Linked DNA regions of Mus musculus: regions 2 and 3 are each linked to region 1. Evidence: chromatin contacts called from public Hi-C data. All regions are on one chromosome and are shown on one strand. The core of a region is the stretch at or near the end of the contact, and the rest is flanking DNA. Distances in the headings are between cores, read along the strand shown.

Region 1 (3,435 bases), core at 507-3,006:
TCCCAGCTTCTTCCACTGGTCAGGCTGGTCACTCAGGATACTCCCAGGGGAGGCCTCCCCAAGCCCTGTCTACAGCCCGGGCAGGTTGCCTGGTCTTGGTGCCAGGCGGGTGTGAGGCCAGCTGTGCTCTGCCTGGGCCCCTCCCAGCCAGGGCTTCCTGGAGGTTCCAGGACCAAGCCTGCCAGACCGGTTCCTACAGCCTGGCCAGCTCTGCCAGTTCACTGGGAGCCCTTGATCCTGGATAGTGTCAGGGCAGCCCACAGGCCTAGCCCAGTAAAACCACTACGGAGGAGACAATTTTCAGCGGTAGCTGGCAAGCCTGCCCCTTTCTGCTCAGTTTTCCTCAGAGAAGGAACGGCCTCAGACAGGTCCCTCACAGCCAGAGGGAAGGGGAGGTTCCAGTGGAGTTTGGAGGCCAGGTGTGGTAGGGACTGCCCATGGTAGAGGAATTGCTGGTTCTGTGTAGGTCTTCAGGAGCCAGACAAAAGAACGGGACAGCAGAGTGTATGGGCAACCCACACACATACACAGTGGCTCTGTCCAGGCTCCTCTTGGCATAAAATGAAACCTAAGGAGCAGACTGTCTGCCCTGTTGCAATGGCCAGACACTGTTGCCTCTTGTATTTATCCTCACGGCATTGGCAATGGTGCCACTCTCCCACCTTTGTCCTGTAGACAATCAGGACACAGAGGCCTCAGGTTGGCAGCTGGAGCCCCAGTAGAACAGGGAACCTCCCTCCTTTAGTGTGATACAGGCTAGGAGATACAGGAGGGCAGACCCACCCCAGGCTCCTAAACCATGACCTCTGAATCAGGTACTCCATGGAGGAGCCCAAGATCAGAGTTGCAACACTCCCCTCCTGGATGGGGATCCTGGGCTATAGCCCAAGGGCCCAGTGTCTTGGTGTTGGTGTTAGAGTGGGGCTGGACCAATCGAGGGCATCCTGTCCCCGGCTGTCAGCCAGAAATATTCCTAAGATAAATTTCAGGAATCACACCTTAACTCAGCTGCCGACCACACACACTTCTGTCCGAGGACTCAGGACCACCTCCCAGGACCCCGACAAACCTCCCTAGGGACCTCTGCAACTGGAGGCACATCTGCTCCTCCAAGAGTTCCATGATTCATGAGAGAGTTATTTGTGAGGATCAGTTTCCGTGGGGGTAGTCAGGTGCTGAGAAAAAGAAGCCCTGCTTGCAGGCTTGGCCTCGGGCCTCAGAACCTGCTTCTAACAAGTGGTCTCTGGCCCTGGGATGGGGACAGGGACTTGGCTGAGGGCTGGGTAGAGTTCTACACACTCCGATCCCAGTGTGGGGTGTTATGCACACTGATCAGGTGACAGGTGGAACTTCACATTCACCAGTCCCGTGGGGTTTGCCGGGATGGATTCTGGAGGCAGAGGAAACCGCCTGTAGGACTGCAGGTTCCAGGCGCGGGATCCAGTCTTGGGACATTCGCTAGGGCAGCAGTGAAGTGACTAGGGACAGCAGCAGAGAGTTGCTTAAGGCGACCAGATCCCATTTTAGATAACACATAGGCTGCACCCCGTGGCAAGGCCGGTGAGAACCTCCCAAAAAGGGCGCGATCCTTCTATGCAGACCACGAACACATGCTCTGAGGCGGATCCCGAGGACTCTGGCCCCGGTCTCTGGGATCCTACGCCGCAGGAAGTCGGGTTGCGCGTGGGGCGGCGCCGGGCTGGTCCCGCAGGGCCGAGCTCTCTCCTCGCAGCCGGAAGCCCCGGGCCCTGCCCGTCGGAATCCGCGGCAGGCGGGGGAAGGGAAGCGCACGCGGGTAGTAGGGCGAGGCGGAGGCCGCGCGGCCCGTGGGCGGGGCATGCCTTGCAGGACCCGCGGGCCCCAGGCTTCGGGAGCTGCCGGGACTTGGGGTCCAGGAATGATCCCGCAGGCTGGGACTGCGGTCGAACCGCTGGAAGCCCGCGCGGTCGCGCTTCCCCGCAGCAGTCACCTCCGGGGCCAGCTCATCCCCAGGCTAGCAGGAGCCTAGCAGAGCTGCAGACCAGGGTCGCCCCCGCCCGTCGGAAGGAGCGGGAATGTGGGAAGTTGAAGGGCGCGGCGGTTCCAGGGCGTCTCTGTGCCGCGCCCTTCCCTCCTCCTGGAGAAGTGTTGCGGACGGCCGCACGAAGCCAGAAGCCTGTTTGGTGGGTGAACACCGCATTGGAGAGGCCGTGGATCCAACAGGGCTTTCCATCCTTGATGCCCGGGTGGAGGACAACCCCTTGTCTGTCGGACCTTGGGCTGCCAGCTCAGGCCTTAGTGCTTTCTGACCCGAGGCCACCAAGCACTATTAATGGGGGATTCTAGCGGAGCTGCAGTACTCAGCCTTTGGGGGCCTCGGTAACCCAGGCCACAGGGAGAACGTGTGGGTAAGGCCGATGGCGGTCAGCCCCTCAGTACAGCAGATCTTCACCTCCACTACTTGATGGGGGCAACTTCCTCAACAACCACCAGTAACCGCAGTGAAGTGGCTACTGTAGAAACAGGATACTGAGAGAGATGTGGACCACTTGTCCATCCCGAGTAGGCGGCAGCATGAGGTTAGACCCCAAGGTCTTGTTGCAGTGATCCATGAACCTTGGCTCTGGCAGGCAGGGGTCCCATCCACGTGTCCAAGGCCAGAAATGAACACAGCACAAAGGATCTCTACTATGTTCGCCCTGTTGCCCTGCCTGACAGGGGTCAAATTCATCTGGCCCTGGGCCTCTCCCCAAGGGTAGAGAGTGGGCATAAAGTACTGCCCCAGGGCCTGCACCTGCCCATGGTCAGTCTTGTCTCCGATATACAGCCCTTCACATGCACACACAGTGCACACATCTACTCAAAACAGACAGGTGTCTCAAGGACAAGAGACCTCTGTTTTCCATCACAGATAAGGTCCTTAGACCATCTCATTTGGTAGTATCAGCAGTAGGCAGGGCTTGGGCGAAGGTGCTCCTTGTCTCCCTCTCTGGGGACAGTCACTACTTCCTCTGGTTCCTCAAGAGCCTGGGGTAGCTAGCTCCCTCCCGGCTCCCCAGGCATCTGAGGACATACATTTCCCTTTGAGTAGCCAGTGTGAAGCAAGTCCCCTCTGAGGAGCAGCTGCTGCCATTAGCAACCACTTGCAGGGGAAGCCTGAAGTCTTTCCGGGAGATCGCTGTGAGATGGGGAGGGGTTGAGGACAATCTCAAGTGTTGGGGACAGACTGTCAACTGGCCATGGATACTTGAAATCCTCTGGGGTTCAGGACTGGGTGGACAGAAAGTTAACAGTGAACTGGGCAGTTTACAAGGGCTAGCACAGAACCCAGGAAGCATGGGAAACCTGGCTTGCCTCTGAGTGGGCTTGGGCTAGCAGCTTGGGTCTGGCTAGTTAGCCAGCTCTTTAGCTGTAGAGCCAAGAACACTGGAGAACTGCCATGGAGCAGATACGGGG
Region 2 (3,435 bases), core at 681-3,180, 160 kb after region 1:
CAGTTATGGCATGATTGTGTCCCAGTTCTTCCTTTGCCACACTTCAGGGCGTTTCATTCAGCCTTAAGTCTGTAACACAGACACCATCCCAGGAGTCGGGGTGGGGGGTGGGGTGGGGCAGCAGTGAGGGTGGAAGGTAGGAAGGCCGGGGTAGGGTAGGACGACGCCATCTGAGTGTGCGCTCACCTCCTGCCCTTAGGGACTTTCCCATCCCATCTCAAACTTCCTGCTTCTCAACACTGATCCATCTTCCAGATGAAAGTAAGGCTTACACATGTCATGCTTTCGAAGGTAAATGAAGAATAACAGGGAAATCATAGAAACAGGCCTGGGTAGAGAGGTACGGGAACTGCAACCGTGGGAAGCTATGGCCGCGTGGGAGACGGGCTGTTTGTGAGCAAGGGGAGCAGGCAAGGTTCCCACGTGGGTTTTCCACCCTTTCAGCTGCCCCGTTCTGTGCCCTGGGTGTGTCCCTCTGCAACCACAACACACCAGAGGATGTAGAAAAACATGCAGCAAAGAGACAGCCAAACAGAGGAGAAGCCCCAGTCCCCTTGTCTGCAGGGGGCATCCTTGGTGCATCAGAGATGTGTGAGAAGCTCACACACTGCTGCTGCTCAGAGGAAGACGGGGGTGGGGGTGGGGTAGGGGGAAAACTGGCCATGAGACAGTGTCCCTGGTGCGATGCATGAGCCTCAGTGGGGATTCACCCAGGTCACGCCGGCCAACCGTAGTAAAGGGACCCAGATACCGGTGTGAGGAGGAAGATAAGATGTGAAGCCAGGCGTGGTGGCTCACACCCACGACCCCGACACTTCATTAGCTGAGACAGGAGGACTGCCACCAGTCCAAGGTCAGCCTGGCCTGCATAGCAAGACTTCATCTAAAACAAACCAAAACAGAGGAAGAGAGGGAAACAGAAACAGGGGGAACGGCATGCACAGAATACACTATGCACGTGTTTGAAAGCGTTGTAGTGAAGTCCATTACTATGTACAACTGATATGTGCTATGGAAAACATTCAAAAGGCTAAGAAACAAACTGAACCCGGGCTGGTCAGTTCCTATTGGGAGTCAGACTTCTAGCCTCAACTTCCTTTTTGGGCAGAACACAGGAAAGAGGCCCCTTCCTGGGAGTGTGTGCTTACTGTCTATTCCATGGGCACAGGTCCTGGTAGTCCCACCTACTCCAGCCTTGAGATTGTTCATTTAATACCTATACTAAGCAACAGAAATGTATTCTAGTGATATCAGTGACAAGAGAGAGACAGAGACAGAGAGACAGGGAGAGACAGAGAGAGACAGAGAGACAAGGAGAGAGAGACAGGCAGACAGACAGACACACTCTGACTGCTGGTTAGGCTGTGGTGGGTCACCTTGGATGCTCACACACTGAGTGGGACCAAAAGGAGGCAGGGTAAGTCTGGGTCACCTTGTGGCTACTGCTCATGGCCAGCTACAACCACCACCCATCAGTGCCATCTGCATCTATCCATCACAACACCGAAACGTCATCAGTACCCTCACTCCTGGGTTCAACGGCCGTGTCACACACGAAAATCTGTGAGGTACTTTGTGTCACAGGGAAAAGGACAAGGGGCTTGGAGCTTGTTTCTCAGGTGCCTGGTGAGCACATACAGGACCCGTGACCTCTGATGGAAACCAGGCACTGAGGTTCCTGGGTCTCAGGTGGGCAGGAAGATACCAGATCCTCCCCAGCAGCCAGACACGGCAGACAGGCTCTGTGAAGTACTACAGTGAAGCCTACGGGAAGCTGTGCTGCCATCTGGGGGAGCGGTGAAATAAATCCCACAACAGCTGCTCCGTGGTTCCCAGGGAAGGAAAGAGAAAGACTCACACTGGTGTGAGGCAGGGGCAGCTCTTTCCGGAGGGAAAACTGTCCACGTGGACAGCGATGCTCTGGCTGGATCTCGGGGGCCCTCTGCTGGATGAAACGCCTTAACAGGGTTTCTGAAGGTGCCCGGACAAACCTCACACAGTCTCTCTCTCTGCCCGTGCCTGAGCCTCTCACAGAGAACAGGATCAGAAGGCAGGCAGGCAGAGGAGGACTAAGGGACCTGACAGCTTGCTATGTAACAGTGGCCACACAGGTTCTGGGGATGCATAAACTTGATGCTATCCCTTTATCTACCAGAAACAGACAGGGCTGTGGAAGAGGGGCTGCCTATGGGTCCCAGGAGCCCCAGGAACCCTAGGAGACCAAGAATCCTTTCCTGACCAGTAAACATTAAGAAGAATGGCCCTGGGAGACCTGGAAAAAGTCCAGCACATGCCAACCATTGCACTAGTTGATGCAAAGACTCAAGTACACTATGATACAAATTGAGAGGGCCAGCTGGAAGGTTGACCAGTAGTTTTCTTTTTATTGATTTAATGGGAAGACATCAACTTCCAAGTAATTCAGTTGCCATGGACTCGTGCTAAGTACGGCTCCTGTCGATGGAGGAAACGCGCACACAGCAAGTGGATCACTGCCCACCTCCCCCACGGTCAGTGGACTGGATTAAGTCCTTAGATCTGAGGGCCAAGGCTAGAGCTCAGGAGCTAGAATCTGCAGGACTCGACGAAGCCAGCAATGGACAGAACACAGGGCACAGAGGCTACTATCGAGAGCTCGATTGGAGGCATGCTATGAATGTAACTTGCTGTGGAGAACCACGGAAGGGAAACGTGTGGCTTCTACCAGTCTAAGCCTCCAGCCAAGGGTGAGTGAGGAAAGCTGGAGAAACCAAAGCCACACTGGAGGAAAGTGACCGTGGGGGCAGGCTGGGCCTTCCTGATTCTTTAGGGCCTATATGGAAAACATGGGCTGGGGCTCAGTGCTTGGATATCTGACTGGAGACAGGAACAGCAGCTCAGGTAACTAAGACAAGAGATGGATGTAGAGATCTGTCTCTACCATGTGGGCACCAAAGGCCGCTTTCTTCCACAACAGACACTCTTCCTCAGATAGCTCCAGAGGCTACCTGGAGCTGGGTTGAGTTCAGGTGAGGCCTGTCCCTGGCTTGGGGATGACTGCACCTATGTCCTTCATAGTGGGGTGTTAGATGAGCACAGCCTCTCAAGGTCTCTCTTGGTAGGGACGCCAACCTCCTTACATTACCCACATCACCTCCAAAGCCTCATGACCTCTCTCTCTGAAGATACTGTAGGTTGAAATATGTTTGGCACACCTGACTCAGCAAACTCAGGTAGGGATTCAAAGCTGGGTGAGAAAAGGCTGCATAACGGGAGCCTAAACTGAACTGGAAACGCACACTGCACAAACAAAGCCCGGATAACTACTTGTCAGCAAATCTGCGGTTTTGGAAAAAAAAAAAATCACTAACAAGGGTATTTCAGGCAGAGGGAAAATTGTCACAGCTAGGCGAGGTGAGACGGAGCACGCTGGAGGGGCTGTGGGGGCGCATAGGT
Region 3 (3,435 bases), core at 361-2,860, 130 kb after region 1:
CAGGGCCTGCTCGGCAACCATTTCAGGGGGTTGAGATGTTACCCTATCAGCATGATGGCTGACATGGCTCCCACGCTCAGCTCCGCAGCTGCCACTCAAGACCAGCTCTTTCCATTCTGGGCTCCAGCGTGACACAGTGAGTGACAGCCTGAGTCATCTTCTCTCTCTCTCTCTCCCTGGGCCTCTTGAGAGAGTCTTGCCAAGTTTACAGCAATTTGGGCCCTGCTGAAACTCTTGAGGCCACAGCCCCTCCAAATTGCATGGGGAAGTGGTTCTGAGGGCGGGACCTGGTCGCTCTGCTCATGGTAAGTCACCTTCTTGGTCCTCATCACACTGATCTGGCCTGCAATGTCTACCACACCCAATGGCTCCCCTTCCCAGATCCAGCCTAGCCCTGTCTAGTGGTTATTGGGTGCTTGGCTTGCTCTTGAAGGACCAGGTGGGCTCTTTGCATCAGGGGACTTTTCCCTTTCTCTTAGGCCAAAGTCTCTCTCAGAGACCACCTGCTGCTCCTGTGGCTGCTCAGCTCTGGTGTGCTATCCAGCTGTGAACACAAGGGACCTTCTTCACTCCCACATCCTGGTCTGGATGCCAGCCTTCTGGGACTCCTGACAGATCTGTGGCCTGTTCCAGGGGGATTACGTCCTGATCTCAGAGAGGAAAAGCTCTCTCCCTCTCCAGGTCTCTATTATAAGCAACAACACACAAAGGATCAAGTGACAGCTAATATCCATAAGCTACTTTAGGCAAGCGTCTAAAGTTTCCTCAAGCGTCTAAGTCAGGATGCCGATGGACGCCCCTCCAAGGACGTACAGTGAGGGATTTGCCCTGCCTTAAAAGGTGAAAGTGTGGGTGTTGGCAGGAGCACAGTGCCTGGTGACCCAAGTTTGATCCCCAAAACCCAGATGAAGGAAAGAAACAGACAGGCTAACATACCTCCTCCTCCCACACACAATAGTAATAACTAAGTAACTAACTAAATAAATAAAGAACTCCACAGCAGACCAAGCTAACTAAAGTCTCCCTGCCTCTCTCCCCCACTCTGCCCCCCCCCCTCCTCTCTGGTGTTAGGGATTGAATCTGAGGCTCTGCCCATGATAAGTCTATTGACATCTCAGTAGCAGCCTGCATCCCTGTCCCCAGGCCACACTTAAATTGGGGGGGCTCACACCAGGGGGGTGAAAAGGAGGAATTTTGGCAGGAGAAATTTCAGGTTGCCCTTTCCCCCGGAACAGCTTAAGCTGAACTGTTTTCCCTGTTTTTCGAGGTTTTTGTAGAAGTTTTCATTCTGGTTACTGTCTGGAAAAAGACCGCGCAGACGTGGGGTGTGGCTTAGTGTTAAAGTGCCCTGTCTCGCAGCATGTGACACATGCCGTGGAAGTGGTGGTTGGCCTGTGGAGAGCAGGAATTCTGTGGGGTCCCTCCCCCAGGACAGGCAATGCTGGATTTGGGAAGGGAGGAAAGAAATCCTTATCCCCTCCCCCCCCTCACCCCCCCCACCATCCCCCCCACCCCACAGCGGCCTTTTTATGATCTCCAGGCACATGTGGAAACCATTGCCTTTTATTGGCTGGAATTCCACTCAGGCTGCCAGCAAGCTCTAGCATCCTGCCTGGGGCTTCCTCGGTTTCCTGTCGTGTGTGATCTACTGGGAGGCAGAACACACTGACATTCATTCAGTCCCGGCAGGCAGAGGTCTCGGCAAGAACCCAGGGAGAGTTCCGGGGAGAAAGTCTTTATAAACCCTGTGGTTATTAAGGTAGCAGGACAGGCAAGGTAAGGCATCCAGGCATATCCTGTGCCCAACTACAGGCACCAGATTTTCTGCTCGTGGCCGCTTTGCCTTGCTCTGTGCGAGGCCAGAGACTGTCTCTGACTGAGAGAGGAGCTGGCTTCTCTTTTCTTGGGGGCAGCACATAAGGCTGTCATTGGCAGCACCAACCAGGAGCAAGGCTTCCCACATCGGGAGTGGGGGTGCGCTCACATTCCTGAGTAGGTAGCCATGAAACGTCCTTGCTGTACATTTCTGCTAATTCCACAGTACCTTCCAGAACTTTCCAGTTTTGTTCCCAGAGGAAACGCATAAAGTGTTTGCACAGTGCAGGAACAGATGGCCAGAAAGCGTGGGCTCTGGCTTAGACCAGACTGCTGCCAGAAGTCTTTAGGGCAGACCCAAGTGACATCTTGGGGGACTCGGGGCCGTGTGGCTTGTGCTCTTTTCTGATACTTATTTCTAGAGATGTTTCGTGGCCACTGAGTTACTTCCCAAATCTGTGAGGGGGATCCACGGACGACAGCCAGCGAGTTAGGTCTGCTGAGTGAAAGAACACTGCCAACCCTGCTCCCAGCCACGGTGATCCACTGACATCTCAGCTGCCAGGATGCCAGGGCAGGCTGCAACATTTTACATTTTACTGGTTCCCCTACAAATCACGAAGTTCACAAGTGCACACTTTATATTTGTACAGGAAACGCGATTTTTACCTTAAGGTTTTCTTCTCAACATCATGGTTTACTAAGTGGCAGGCATTACCCAGTCACTGGAGATTCAAAAACACACAGCAAGTCGGGCGTGGCGGCGCACGCCTTTAATCCCAGCACTCGGGAGGCAGAGGCAGGCGGATTTCTGAGTTCGAGGCCAGCCTGGTCTACAGAGTGAGTTCCAGGACAGCCAGAACTATACAGAGAAACCCTGTCTCGAAAAACCAACCAACCAACCAAACAAACAAAAAAACCAAACAAACCACACACAGCAAACCCTACTTTGAGAGAAGCTCACAACCAGAAAGGGAGACATGCATGTACATTTACTGAAGGCTAAAGCAGCCAAGGGAGGAAGCAGAACCTGACTAACCCACGCCAGTGTCGGCGACAGATCCAGTAAAAGAAACCAGATGTGACAGGCATTACTCCTGGGACTGAGCCTCGAAGTGGCTGCCGAGGCTGCTGCACGTGGGCTGTCCCAGCATCAGCTTCTGCACCGGGGTGACCTGAGGTTGGAACACCTGACTCTTGTTTCGGCAGCATCCCTGCAAACGCTGACCAGAGCACGGCTGCTCTTTACAATCTCACCCTTCAGGAACTCCAAGGCCAGGCTGGGCTGCCTTCCCTCCCTCAGGCTTGTTCCTACTGGCAGGAGATATGGTCAGGGCCAGGGCAGTGCAGAGACAGGACCATGTGGATGCACAAAGGGGACCATTGACTGCTGAGCCCTTTTGGTGACTCTGGCTCTGGGGAGGGGCAGGAACGGGGAGAAAAGACTCTATGAGGCAAGGGCAGGGGGTGCTTACAGACTGAAGACAGGGCCTGGGTACAATATCCCTTCCCCATGCATAGGAAGCTTGGATTTCCTCACGGTGTAATCAGAGCTGCCACTGAGCAGGAGAAAGACCTCGGACTAGTGCTTCCTATGCATGGCTTAGTTCCGCACCAAGG

What was found. Hi-C and Micro-C count contacts between places; a contact is called where the count stands out from the background.
Region 2: a contact with region 1 is called in a Hi-C map of cerebellum, with 1.9 times the contacts expected there. The contact joins two enhancer-like sites. A contact is called at or near these places in 2 of 484 Hi-C or Micro-C datasets (both in cerebellum) and 2 of 115 datasets of contacts at active chromatin or transcription factors (bone marrow-derived macrophages and memory CD8 T cells).
Region 3: a Hi-C map of uterus shows a contact between it and region 1, with 2.0 times the contacts expected there. The contact joins two enhancer-like sites. A contact is called at or near these places in 2 of 484 Hi-C or Micro-C datasets (embryonic fibroblasts and uterus), 2 of 115 datasets of contacts at active chromatin or transcription factors (bone marrow-derived macrophages and embryonic stem cells) and 2 of 9 other capture datasets (adipose tissue and pancreatic islet).

What each region holds. Positions count from the first base shown.
Region 1 is chr4:155,148,960-155,152,394 of GRCm38.p6, forward strand. No RefSeq gene overlaps it. Among named protein-coding and RNA genes, the nearest start is that of Morn1, 64 kb to the left of the region's middle. Within about 2 kb of position 1,757, at least 293 of the 459 cell types and tissues checked have an H3K27ac peak or open chromatin away from gene starts, as enhancers often do. A contact at or near this core is called in bone marrow-derived macrophages, cerebellum, embryonic fibroblasts and 2 more, where this site is marked.
Region 2 is chr4:155,306,366-155,309,800 of GRCm38.p6, forward strand. All of the region lies in intron 4 of Prkcz (protein kinase C, zeta), which reads right to left. Among named protein-coding and RNA genes, the nearest start is that of Prkcz, 53 kb to the right of the region's middle. Within about 2 kb of position 1,931, at least 100 of the 459 cell types and tissues checked have an H3K27ac peak or open chromatin away from gene starts, as enhancers often do. A contact at or near this core is called in bone marrow-derived macrophages, cerebellum and memory CD8 T cells, where this site is marked.
Region 3 is chr4:155,281,736-155,285,170 of GRCm38.p6, forward strand. All of the region lies in intron 10 of Prkcz (protein kinase C, zeta), which reads right to left. Among named protein-coding and RNA genes, the nearest start is that of Faap20, 33 kb to the left of the region's middle. Within about 2 kb of position 1,611, at least 105 of the 459 cell types and tissues checked have an H3K27ac peak or open chromatin away from gene starts, as enhancers often do. A contact at or near this core is called in embryonic fibroblasts and uterus, where this site is marked.